Linked DNA regions of Rattus norvegicus: region 2 is linked to region 1. The links are chromatin contacts, called in public Hi-C maps. All regions are on one chromosome and are shown on one strand. The core of a region is the stretch at or near the end of the contact, and the rest is flanking DNA. Distances in the headings are between cores, read along the strand shown. Region 1 overlaps Tmem248 (transmembrane protein 248). Region 2 has its middle 21 kb from the start of Kctd7.

Region 1 (6,943 bases), core at 2,621-5,120:
CCGAGCAAGTAAAGCCTATGTTGGGCAAAGGGCAATTATACTGAAGCCAGAAAGAGACCCAGCACTTGCAGTTTCTCTCCTCCCACTTCGCCTCTCCCAGTGCTACAAAGGAACCCAGGGCCGCACACACACAGCCCAGAGCTCTAACCACGAGCTGTATGTCTGGCCCATTACCCTGACTGACACGCTTTTAGGAAGAGACTGTGCATGTGATACCTGAAGACCCGGCTGAGTGAGACGCACAGCAACCAGTCCTTCTTGACTTCATGACGTCCAATTCTCAAGAGGAGAGACAGCGAGACACAACAGAACATGGAACCTATCTCGGCTGCTGCCTCAGAACTCTGAAAGGAAAGTAGCTGACACACACCTGACAATCCAATCTGATGGCCAAGGATGGTGGAGTACAGGTGTGTGACATTTCGAGAGTACCCTCCAAAGGGCTTGAGAGGGTCCAAGGTCAAGGTAATGGCCACTGAAATATTGATGGGGCCTGACTCCTCCAGGGACTGGGGCGGCTGGGTGGACGATCTGGTTTGCCCGATGGTCATGGTGCTCTCAGGTGTGGTGGTATCGTTGGAGAGATGCTTCAGTGTCTCATTTTCTGATACACACAAGTCCAAATCATTAAACCGGAGCAGGAAAGTATTCCAATCCTTCAGCAAAATAAAACAGAGACGATATGAAGTCCCAGCATCTCCAAGGCAGAAACAGCCATGACCCTGGACTGCCACACAGCACAAGAGGAAAAGAGTGACTAGAGATTGACCATCTCAAGTTACAACACAGCACCCTGAGTAGAACAGGCCGATATAACTGTGTTAGCCCTGGTGATCTGCACACTCTGCAGTGGTTGAGAATTCAGCATTCTGTAATTAAGAGAAAAATCAACTAGTCTCAAAATCAAACTCAAAAAGGGATCATGAGGGGCTGGAGAGAAGCCTGCTGGGGTGACTGCCATTCCAGAGAGTCCCAGCACCCAGCATGGCAGTTACTAACTGTAACTCCAGCTCCGAGAGACCTGACACCCGCTTCCTGGCACTTCCCACACATTAGTGCAGACATAAATGGGAGCAAAGCATCCATACACATAAAGTAAATAAATGCAAAACACACACACTGAGGGCTGTCTCCAAGCCTCGGTGGTTAAGAATACTTGCTACTCTTACAGGGAACCAAGTTCCATTCCCAGCACCCACATCACCATGGGTGCTCACAACCATCTGTTACTCCAGTGCCAGAGTATCCGATACCCCTCTTGTGTTCCTTGGGCCCATGGCGCACATATTTACATGCGGGCAAACACTCATGCATAGACACTAAAAATTAAAAAAAAAAAAAAAGAGAGAGAGAGAGAGAAAAAGCAATCAGCCAGTCAGAGGTGGTGCACACACAGGGGGATCTCTGAGTTCGAGGCCAGCCTGGTCTACAGAGTGAGTTCCAGCACAGCCAGGGCTACACAGAGAAACTCTACTTTGAAGAAAAAGAGGGCAGAGGATCTTGAACAAAAGTGGAGACACATTAAAATCACTAATTCTCATTTACTTTATAACTTTGTTTTAAGATGTATGTGTTTACATTAATATATGGGTATTTTTACGTATGTATGGCTGTTTACCACACGCATGCCTGAAAGCTTGCAACTGTCTGTAACCCCAATTACAGAGAATGCAACATCTTCTTCTGGCCTCTGAGGACACTGCATGCATGAATAGCAGACACACATGCAGGCAAAACATGCATATGTATTTAAAATAAACAAATACACAAATAAAATGCTTGGTGGTGCAAACATTTAATCTCAGCACTTAGGAAGCAGAAGTCAGACTAATCTGTAGAATATCAGGACAGCCAGAGCTGCACAGTGAGACTATGTAAACAAATAAATAATAAGCCAATGAGAAATATAATAAAGAAAAAGAACTGTGCCAGAAGTAAAAGTGCCCTTTACTTCTCTTTAGGATCTAGGACTCGCATATTTTAGGTTAGCATACAAGGCAGTGGGTTCCTCACAGCATCTTCAGGATGCACACTTTATTATCCACCGCTCTCACTCACTGTTCCCCTTCTCCATGCCCACTGAACACTCTCTCTTCAGACCCTTCTGAAACACAGTCCAGGACGGCTTTGAACTCACACTCCTTCTGCCTCAGTCTCCCCAGTGCTGGGATCACAGGAGTGCACCACCATATCCAGCGTTTGTTTTATAAATACACTCTCCCAAATGCATGTTTCTCTACTGAAAGTCTACTTAAAACTGAGAGTATTACTTAAAATAACTAGGTATTCCCTAAAGTCACAAGAAAAAAGACAGGAAGTTCTACATAAGTATGTCTTTTGCTGACGTATCTACTATCTGTGTGCCCTTGAATGGCAGAGCCAAGAGGATGTGGAGTTCAAGGCCAGCTTGGGTTTCAGGAGACCTTGTCTCAGAAAGAACTGTCCAGGTCTGGTTAGACATGACACATCATCCCAGCATTCAGGAGGCTGGGGCAGGAGAGTACATCAGGGTCCAGGCCACCCAATACACAGGAAGTTTCAGACTAGCCTGCAGCATAGACTGAGACCTTGAAAATAGAAAGAGCTGTCCTCCACTTCTCTACAGGGCCATCCAGCACAAGTAGACATTAGCAGTATACTGACCTCAGCCATTTCTGGGGACTTAATCTCCTTGATCTTGAAGAAGTAGCCCAGGGTGAGGAAGGCGATGGCCATGGCGCTGACACTGATCATAAAAACCACCAACGGTGGCCGGCTGCTGATGTACAGCTTCAGGTTCTCCAAGGGGTTAATGCTGAACATGCTTCTCACCAGCGGCAACCTGCAATGAATTCAGCACGGGACTGAGTGCAGGCCTTGTCTGCACTGAGCTGGAGCCCACTTCAGTCTCATGTCAAAGTACTGCGGAGCAAAGGCGGAATCTGAGGACATGTCCATGCAGAGGGTTCACTTGGAAGACTGGAGAGGCAAGCATGGCGGTGCACACCCGTGACTCCAGGAAGTAGAAGACCAGGAGTCAAAGTTCTTCCTCAGCAACAGGCAAAGCCGGCCCACACTGTAAAAGACAGCCTTTCTAAGAAAGTAAAAAGTTCTTTTAAAAAAGGAAAATAAAGAGGAGGGGACGGTGGAGCTGTGGGCTCACTTGGAAAGTGCATGCCCAGCCTACATGAAGCCCTGGTTCCCATAGCGGCACTGTGTAAACAGGCAGGCAGGGACGCACACATCTGTAAGGTAGCACTTGACAGACAGACAGGCAGGCAGGCAGGCAGGCACAGAAGGACCACGCACACGGTACATTATTATCATTGTTAGCTCATGCGCACATGAGACTTTATCTGCTGCTCTGCCTGCAGAGGCTAATCAAGTGCTGCACCACTGAGCTGCATGTGCCGCCTCCCGCTGCCCGTGAGTCTAGCTCATGCGCACATGAGACTTTATCTGCTGCTCTGCCTGCAGAGGCTAATCAAGTGCTGCACCACTGAGCTGCATGTGCCGCCTCCCGCTGCCCGTGAGTCTAAGCGAGCTGCCTGTGGCCTCTCTTGGGTGTCTATGCAAATAACCACAGTTTAGAACAGGGCACCAGCAGTGCCTCTTTTGAATCCTTTTCCTGTTCAATGAAACAGCAGTAGCGGTCATAAAACTCTCGCCTCACTTCTGAGTTTCACTAAAATGCTTTGCAAAGCCTCACTGTTAAACCTGGACTCAGCACAGGCCTCTGATGGGAGGCTGTGCTGCTAGTTTTATGTCAACTTGACTCTCCTAGAAGAAGGAGACTCTAATAAAAAAAAATGTCCCGATTAGACTGGCCAGTGAGCAGACCTGTGGTGCGTTTTCTTGGTTAATGATCAATGTGCGAGTGGGCAGTGCCACCGCTGGATGCTAGGAGAAAGCAGGCTGAGCAAACCGTGAGCAGCGAGCCAGTAAGCAGCACCCTCCACAGCCTCTGCATCAGCTCCTGCCTCCTCCACGTTCCTGCCCTGTGTGAGTTCCTTTGATGATCTGTAAGTGGATGCCAAATAAACCTTATACCCCACCCTGCTTTGTTAATGGTGTCTATCACAATGTCAGAACCCTGACTACAGCAGAAGACTTCTCTTGAGTGTGAAGAAGTACTCAACTCTTTCTTAGAAGTTTACAAACGATTTTCACTATACTGTTATTTCTTTTTTTTTAATGGGGAAAAGGGTTATGACAGGGTTTCCTGTATCTCAAGCTGGCCTTGAACCCTGAGCTTGCCACCTCTGTTTCCCAAGTACTGGGACTATAGGCATATGCTCCCGTGCCTGCTTGTTTTTCTCTTGGTTCTGAGGATTTAACCCAAGGCCTCTTGTTTGATAAATAGCTATTGAATTCAACCAAATACTATATTTCAATGAATAATTCATCTGCAATGTCTAAACAATCAATTTTTGTCTTTTACTCTGTTAACATAAATAATCTGATTAATCTTTTTCAAGCTGATTGCATTGGGTGCTTTTGGTATGACTGAGAATTGAAGAGTTTTGTTCTGGTGTTAGGGGGAGAACACATGATAGATCACAGAACTATACCCCAGCTCGTGACCAAGGCTTTAAAGCTACTGGGATAATATATTTGCTCCTTTACTCCCTGTTTTTCTATGTATTCAGAAATGAGATAAGACTAACTTGGCATTTTGCATAGCTATCTTTTTTTTCCTTCTTTTTTAAAATTCTTGAAACAAGATCTTCCTGTGTAGCATGGACGGTCTGAAACTTCCTATGTATATGAAGCTGGCTCCAGAATCACAAAATCCACCAGCCTCTGCCTCCCAAGCACTTGGATTAAAGGGCTGTGCTACCAGGAATAAAATGCACTTCTACTTCTTAGAAATTTGACTGACTTTGGCCAGAAAATCATGAGTCTGCCAAGTATTTGTTTTCTATTTTGAGGAGGCTATCTTAGCTACTTTAATGATTTTTAAATGCCTATATGTCTATTTTTTACTTCTGGTGAGTCAAATTTGATAAAACAGGTATTATAAGAAATTATCCATTTTATATTGGCTTTTAAACATCATGGTGTAGAATTACTTTAGGATTTATTTTATTTGTGTATCTTTGTATGTTTGTGTGAGTATGCACATGTGTGTAGGTAACTGGAGGCCAGGAAAGAGCAATGATCCCCTAAAGGTGGAGTTCTCGGTGGTGGTCAGCCTGCTCACATGGCAGTGGATCTAGGGCAAGTCCTCTGCAGAGTACAAGCCTCTGAGCCTCTGAGCACCTCTCCAGCCCTTTATTAGTAGTTTTATTGTTGTTTAATAACTTAGTTGGACTAGAACTGTAGCCAAGGAGGACTTTGAGCTTCTGAACCTCCCGCCTCTACCTCCACAAGTTGGCATTTCAGGAATGCACCACCACACCCATTAGTGCTGGAAGCTGAACCCAGGGCAGCTCAAAGCCTGCACCTCTGAAACTTTCCAGTTGTCTGGTATTCCCAAACTGTAAATCTCTCAAGAGTAGGGAAATAATCTTACCTGTCTGACTCAAAATATCTTTACAGCAAACAGATTAGAACCAGGTAAGGATGGGGAAAGGTACTAAGTAAGTTAAGTGGGAGCAAGAAGTTTTAGTGTTCTGTTCTACAGTAAACCATTCCTAAATAATGCGTAGTCCAGGCCTTGAACTGATTCTCCTGCCTCCCTCCACCTTTCAAGAGCTGGGATTACATACTACTAAATACAAGGGAGCAACTCCATGCCTGGCATAAAAGCATTTTTGAACAAAACTATCAAGACTCTAAATAGTTCACAAAACTCAAAGTCACTCATTTTCAAATAGGAAATTAGAGGCTGGCTGTCTTTTATGTCTTTATCAGCAAAGAGGTCCAAGGTTTCTGAACCAGGCATGGCATACACTTTAATCCCAGCAATCAGGAGGCGGGCAAAGGTAGGCCAGCCAATATCTGTGAGTTTGAGGCCAGTCTGGTCTATAAAGTTTCTGGCCAGCCAGGGCTACATAGTAAGACTTTCCTTTAAGTTTAAAAAAAAAAAAAGTTGGGCTGGAGAGATGGCTCAGCGGTTAAGAACACCCGACTGCTCTTCTAGAGGTCATGAGTTCAATTCCCAGCAACCACATGGTGGCTCACAACCATCTGTAAAGAGATCCGATGCCCTCTTCTGGTGTATCTGAAGATAGCTACAGTGTACTTATATATAATAAATAAATAACTCTTTAAAAAAAAAGTTTCTGTATTCTTTCAAGAATTAAGCCTTACTTTTAAATAAAAATACAAGCTGGATGGTAGTGGTACATACTTCCCAACACTGGGGAGGCAGAGGCAGACAGATCTCTCTGAGTTCGAGCTCAGCCTGATCCAGGATAGCCAGGGCTATACAGAGAAACTCTGTCATTCATTCATATATATATGTATGTATATATACATATATATGTGTGTGTGTGTAATATATATATGAATACACACACACACACACACACACACACACACACAAGGACGAGTACACTGTCGCTATCATCAGACACACCAGAAGAGGGCACCAGATCTCATTACAGATGGTTGTGAGCCACCATATGGTTGCTGGGAATTAAACTCAGGACCTCTGGAAGAGCAGCCAGTGCTTTTAACCTCTGAGCTATCTCTCAGCACCCACCAACACCCCCAAGAGGAACCCTGTCTTGAAAAACAAACAAAAATAAGCAAGCAAGCACTGCACTTCATGGGGGGGTGGGGGGGTGAGGATGTGCTCTGGCTGCCCTCTTTCCCTAAGTTCATTCCAACCAGGGAGTGAGAAATGAAGGCTGGCTTCTAAAAAGTCCAAGGACTGAGGGGAGGGACACCAGAGAGAGCCAAGCGCTGACTCCACAAGCACAGAAGGAAGACGAATACAGGTCACCAGTGTGCTACTAGACTACTTCACTCACTCAGAACCAAGACAACCTGCAGACAACTCGGGCAAGAAGCAGCC
Region 2 (6,943 bases), core at 2,567-5,066, 67 kb after region 1:
CCTGTCTTGAGATTATAGACATGGGCCACCACACATGGCTCTAGGCTCGTTCCTTGACATTGGCATCATATACTGTAACTAGTGTAATGTACTATTTATTTCAAAGTCAGAATTTAAGGACTCAGGAATTAAGAAGACAGGATTCAGAGTGGGCCATTAAAATCTGGCTTCTTGTCCCTACAACCTTCTGCTCTGTTGGCCTGAGGTCTTAGTTCCAAGGGGAGGGATGCTTCTGCCAGGAGACACAATCATGATTCCTCTGAATCAGAGATTAAAATTGCCATTTTAGCCAGGTGGCCCACACATCCTAGCACTTGGAGGCAGAGGCAGGCAGATCTCTGTGAGTTCGAGGCCAGCCTGGTCTGCAGATTGAGTTCCAAGACAGTCAGGGGGCTTGTCAAAACAAACAAAAACAAAGGGAAAAATAAACATATTCAAGGAGCTGGCATCCGAGTGTGTGTTAGGTTATGCTATGGGGAAAGTATGATCTTGTAGACATAGGAGGGAACACACAACACATCTTCAGGCCGGGTGGAAAACAGGGACTGTAATGGTTAACTTTATATTAACTTGGCTGGGCCACAATGCCTGGGTCAAATATATAATCCTATATACTTCTGACGGGGGATTTTGTGGATGAGATTTACTTTTCTTTCAATTTATTTTTAAGTGCGTGTGTGTGTGTGTGTGTGTGTGTGTGTGAGAGAGAGAGAGAGAGAGAGAGAGAGAGAGAGAGAGAGAGAGAGACCAGAGGCATTGGATTCACCCGGAGCTGTTTAGTGGCCATTCCCAGTCTGATGTGTCCTAGAGTCTAGGCAAAATATTAAGGCCTAGATAGAACGTTAAGGCCTAGGTAAAACCAGGCCTATGTGACAGTTCCCTGGCTAGCATGCCACTATAAGGAAACGTTCTCCTATGTTTTTGTTGTTACCAGGAAACTTTTTTTTAATAATTTATTTTCATTTATATGCATTGGTGTTTTGCCTGCATGTATGTTTGTGTGAGGGTGTCAGATCTTACAGACAGTTGTGACATGTGGATGCTGGGAATTGAACGTGGGTCCTCTTGGAAGAAGCCGTCAGTGCTCTTCACCACCGAGGCACCTCCTCTCCACCAGGAAAGTTTCTAATGCTAAGACTGATTCCATATTCTGCGCCCTCGGAAACCAATCAGGATAGAAGTGAGTAGATGTGTTTCCTATAGTTACCCACAGTAAGCTTGGACCTAAACCAACTACTCACCGGCACCCCCAAAAGCTTCTATGCTATTTGCCTTTCTAAGATGCCTGTGGGATGGACCCCAACCCAAGAGAGACACCTGCACCAATATAAGAAACTATTCGGAATAAGACTTCCATTTTGAGTAGTGGTCCAGTAAAGTTTAAGTTCCCAAGACCTCCCTGGAAACTGACAGCCTACTTGGCAGAAAGACACATGTCTGTGGATAACTGACATACCGGTTGGCAAGTTTAGACATGAATGTTAGGCAAGTCCTATCCTGCTACAGTTGAATATCCCAAGCAATAGGAGCAGGCTAAGTGTACAGCAAAGGCATGCTCCTAAGGAAATCCCTTTAAATCCTGATTTATGCAACGGATGTTTGTGGATTTTGGCCTTAAAAACCCTATAGGATCTTAACTTGGGGTCACGGTTTGGTTCCTGAATTTGGACCTTGGTCTTGGTCATCAGCCCTGGAGTATATGCTCAATAAACTATCCATGTCTGACCGAGAACAATGTTTGGGTGGCTCGTGAGGCACCTCCTGGAACCCAACAATGTGGGTACCAGGGATCAAACTTGGGTCCTTTTCCAGAGAAGCCCACACCCCTAACTGCTGAGCCATCTCTGCAGCCCCGAGATTTACCCTTAAACTGGTGGACTAAGTAGAAAACAGACCGTATTCGGTCTTACGGGTGGACCTCGGGTAGGCAGTTGAGGGTCTGACTCTGGAAAGCAGGTGGGAGTCCTGGCAGAGACAGCTTTCAGAGCATCTTATGCTGTATGCTGGGAGCAAGAGTTTCGAGAGAGACTGCACAGGGCTGAGCCCTAGCCGCTCGCTCCTCTGGTGTACCCCGACTCTATTCCCAATACCCAAATGGTAGCTTTCAACCATCTGTAACCCCAGTTCCAGAGGGATCTGACGCCCTCTTCTGAAAGTTCCAGGTACGCATGTATTAGTACCTAGACATGCATGCGAAATACACTCATATATGTAAACTTAAATTAAAAAAAAAAAAGGAAAACACTGTGAGTTAGGCATGATGGTGTACATCTGAGATCTCAGCATATAGGGGTCAGGTTGTAGAGTCAGGAGATTTACTGCAAGTTTCAGGCTAGCCTGGTCTGTACAAAGGGCAGGCCAGCCAGGGTGACACGGGGTGACCCCGCAAGACCCTCAGCCCTTTGTGCTGATGACCTGAACCTTCCCCGAGATGAGACAAAATAAATACCTCCTCCTTCGAGCTATTCCGGGCAGGTATTTGGCTGCAGAAGTAAGAAACGGAGCTAATTCAGGAGGTAACCAGGGGCTCAGCCAAACCAAGAGGTGTCTGTACCAGTGCAGTTGGAAGATTTCACAGGCGACAATGTGCATGGATTCAAGGAGGGGATGCCACAGCAGCGTACAATGAACTCTGTGTAGGAATGCAAGGACCGCCAGAGTTGTGTGACTTTGGTACTACCCAAGATTGGGAAAATGACGACAATGAATGCAGGAGAGAGGGGTAAAGAGCGCCCATTCTTTTTTTTTTAAATATTAGCCGTTTAGGTCATTTTTTAAAAAGATTTATTTATGATATATAAGTTGCTGTCTTCAAACACACCAGAAGAGGGCATCAGATCTCATTATAGATCATTGTGAGCCACCATGTGGTTGCTGGGATTTGAACTCAGCACCTCTGGAAGAGCAGTCGATGCCCCTAACTGCTGAGCCATCTCTCCAGCCCAAGAGTACCCATTCTTAAGTAGCCATGCAAGCCGCGATATTACCAGGTGATTTGAGTATAGCATTTCATTCGCGTCTGAGGAAAGAAGCCCAGATGAGATTATAAACCTGGATCAATAGACGTACAAACGGGATATGTATTAGTCAGGGTTCTCTAGAGCACAGAACTTAGAGAAGGTCTCTCCATACTAAGGGAATTTATTGTCCTCCAACTATGGGCAGCTGTGGATGGGAAGTCCCAGAGTCTAGCAGTCGCTCAGTCCATGAGGCTGGTTGTTTCAGCTGCTCTTCTGTAGGAGCTGGGATCCTGAAGAAGTAGGTTCCAGAAGATGTGCTGGCAAGTAAGTGCAAGCAGAAGAGTGAGCCTTCCTTCCTCCATTGTAGGCCTCCAGCAGAAGGTGTGGCCCAGATTAAAGGTGTGTACCACCACCCCTGGATCTGGAACTTACTTGTCCCCCGATGACTTGAACTCAGAGGTCTCCTTGCCTCAGTGTCTTGGGATTAAAGACGTGTACTACACTTTTCATAGCCACTATGCCTCAAGACCTCCATGCCAAGATCCAGGTCAGAAACTTGTGTCTTCCAGCCCCAAGATCTGGATCACAGGTGTGCCCTCTGATTAAGGATGGTAGCTCATTTGAGATAGTCAAGTTGACAACCAGGGATAGCCATTACAGGAGAGTTATTAATGGAATGTCTCTCAGTTTCAAATTCACCTTTCATTGCTTTTTTTTGGGAGGGGAATCAATGGAAACAGAGACCTTTCAATTTTTTAAGAAGCGATACTTCTCTTTGTCGGTAGTGGGCGCTGGTGAGTCATGGAGCAGACAGGCATTTGCATTCCGGGTTGTGCTGGGTCCAACCCCAATGTGTGTTGAGTTTAACGGGAACTGCTCTGTGTTGGTTTACACTGCAGTGGCCCCAAGCAAGCATTTGGAGACTTCCCTGCCACTCTGCGAGTCAAGAAGAACTGGACCTCAATGTTGGACAGAGAAAGGAATTCTTCCTTTGGCCTTTATCCTAATTCTAAACTAAGGCTTCTTGAACGACACTTTTTTTTTTTTTTTTTTGGTTCTTTTTTTCCGGAGCTGGGGACCGAACCCAGGGCCTTGCGCTTCCTAGGTAAGCGCTCTACCACTGAGCTAAATCCCCAGCCCTAAACTAAGGCTTCTTAATTTTTTTTTTTTACTCCTGACCACTAGGGGTAGAGCTTGACATTTTCTATAACTGGGTATATGGATAGATAAAATAGGTTCACGAGCCAAACAGTTACTAGAAATAAATCACAGGGGGCTGGAGAGACGGCTCAGCGGTTAAGAGCACCGACTGCTCTTCCAGAGGTCCTGAGTTCAAATCCCAGCAACCACATGGTGGCTCACAACCATCTGTAATGGGATCCGATGCCCTCTTCTGGTGTGTCAGAAGACAGCTACAGTGTACTCATATACAAAATAAATAAATAAATCTTAAAAAAAAAAAGAAATAAATCACAAAAGAATTGAGAATAATTCTTTAGCATGTGATATGTATGTGTGTGTATGTATATGTATATATATAGGTATACAAATATATGCACAAATGTGCACACATATATGTATGTGTATATAATATATATACATGTGCATTATATGCACACACACATATATAATTTTACCATTTATAAAAGGTGAAGACAAGGGGCTGGAGAGATGGCTCAGCGGTTAAGAGCACCGACTGCTCTTCCAGAGGTCATGAGTTCAAATCCCAGCAACCACATGGTGGCTCACAACCATCTGTAATGGAATTCGATGCCCTCTTCTGGTGTGTCAGAAGACAGCTACAGTGTACTCATATACAAAATAAATAAATAAATCTTAAAAAAAAAAGAAATAAATCACAAAAGAATTGAAAATAATTCTTTAGCATGTGATATGTATGTGTGTATGTATATGTATATATATAGGTATACAAATATATGCACAAATGTGCACACATATATGTATGTGTATATAATATATATACATGTGCATTATATGCACACACACATATATAATTTTACCATTTATAAAAGGTGAAGACAAGGGGCTGGAGAGATGGCTCAGCGGTTAAGAGCACTGACTGCTCTTCCAGAGGTCATGAGTTCAAATCCCAGCAACCACATGGTGGCTCACAACCATCTGTAATGAGATCCGATGCCCTCTTCTGGTGCGTCTGTAGACAGTGACAGTGTACTCGTCATATATAAAATGAATAAATAAAATCTTTTTAAAAAAGGTGAAGACAAATTTGCATTCTAGTGAGACCCATAAAGAACTAAATCTTAGGGGTTGGGGATTTAGCTCCGTGGTAGAGCGTTTGCCTAGCAAGCGCAAGGCCCTGGGTTCGGTCCTCAGCTCCAGAAAAAAAAAAAAAGAGTTGCCTTGGGGGACTGGAGAGATGGCTCAGCGGTTAAGAGCACTGACTGCTCTTCCAGAGGTCCTGAGTTCAAATCCCAGCAACCACATGGTGGCTCACGACCATCCGTAATGAGATCCGATGCCCTCTTCTGGTGTGTCTGAAGACAGCTACAGTGTACACATGTACAGTAAAATAAAATCTTTAAAAAAAAAAAGAAAGAAAGAAAAAAAGAACTAAATCTTAGCTGAATATTTGATGCCACATAGAGCATCTCCCGTGGTTTTTCAGAGTTAATATTTTGATTTTACAATACTCAATGCTAAGGATGCTCATTCACATAGTCAGGGTTTTACTGCTCTCAACAGACACCATGACCAAGGCAACTCTTTTTTTTTTAAAGATTTATTTATTTATTATATATAAGTACACTGTCACCATCTTCAGAGACACCAGAAGAGGGCATCAGATCCCATCACAGATGGTTGTGAGCCATCATGTGGTTGCTGGGATTTGAACTCAGGACCTCTGGAAGAGCAGCCAGTGCTCTTAACCACTGAGCCATCTCTCCAGTCCCCCAAGGCAACTCTTTTTTTTTTTTTTCTGGAGCTGAGGACCGAACCCAGGGCCTTGCGCTTGCTAGGCAAGCGCTCTACCACTGAGCTAAATCCTCAACCCCAACCAAGGCAACTCTTTTTTTTTTTTTTTTTTGGTTCTTTTTTTCGGAGCTGGGGACCGAACCCAGGTCCTTGCGCTTCCTAGGCAAGCGCTCTACCACTGAGCTAAATCCCCAACCCCACCAAGGCAACTCTTATAAGGTCAACTTTTAATTAGCGCTGGCTCACAGGTTCAGAGGTTCAGTCCATCATCACCAAGGCAGGAGCATGGCAGCATTGGGGCAGGCATGGTGCTGAGGGTTCCACATCTTCATCTGAAGGCTGCTAGTAGAATATTGACTTCCAGGCAGTGAAAAGCCCACGCCCACAGTGACACACCTACTCCAACAGGGCGGGCCACACGTCCTAATAGTGCCAATCCCTGAGCCAAGCATATTCAAACTATCACACATATGAACACAGTACAGAAGGTGGAATCCACAGGTCTATCTAAGAAAGCGCAGGAAGGCCAGTGAGAGCGCCCCCTGAGAGCCCCTAACATGCTGAGCTGACGTCAGGCTCTACTCTGACCTCACATGCTGCGCGTATGCGTGCCGCCCCCAGTAAATAGAGTGGAAACAAAAGAGAACAATGGTATTGGGTCTAGCTGGGTGCCATGACACATGCCTGCGGGGAGGCTGGTGCTGCTCACCCCATCACTCACAAAGACCTGCGTTCCATGCCCTGCACTGTATAAACTAGGCATGGTGGTACATGTCCTAAGTCCGGGAGGGAAGCACAGGGCAGGAAGATTAGGAACTAATGGTCATCCTTGGCTACACTGTGAGTTCAAGCCCTGCCTGGGACACATGAGACCCTGTCTGAAAATAAAGTAGTGAGGTATGGTGCCGAGCCCAACCTCGACCAGCAAGGAAGACACGACCACAGGAGATCTTCTTCAAGCAGTTTTATTCAGGAACCTTGATTCAATCTTCTGACCTCTCTCTCTTCTGGCTCTCTCTCCCCAGGGA

What was found. Hi-C and Micro-C count contacts between places; a contact is called where the count stands out from the background.
Region 2: a Hi-C map of liver shows a contact between it and region 1, with 2.5 times the contacts expected there. The contact joins two enhancer-like sites. A contact is called at or near these places in 2 of 12 Hi-C or Micro-C datasets (frontal cortex and liver).

What each region holds. Positions count from the first base shown.
Region 1 is chr12:32,077,316-32,084,258 of GRCr8, forward strand. Tmem248 (transmembrane protein 248) reads right to left here. Exons shown (of 10, transcript NM_001004204.2): 5 at 2,644-2,821; 6 at 371-656. The coding sequence starts at 2,802. Among named protein-coding and RNA genes, the nearest start is that of Tmem248, 12 kb to the right of the region's middle. Within about 2 kb of position 3,871, at least 15 of the 93 cell types and tissues checked have an H3K27ac peak or open chromatin away from gene starts, as enhancers often do. A contact at or near this core is called in liver, where this site is marked.
Region 2 is chr12:32,144,090-32,151,032 of GRCr8, forward strand. No RefSeq gene overlaps it. Among named protein-coding and RNA genes, the nearest start is that of Kctd7, 21 kb to the right of the region's middle. Within about 2 kb of position 3,817, at least 1 of the 93 cell types and tissues checked has an H3K27ac peak or open chromatin away from gene starts, as enhancers often do. A contact at or near this core is called in liver, where this site is marked.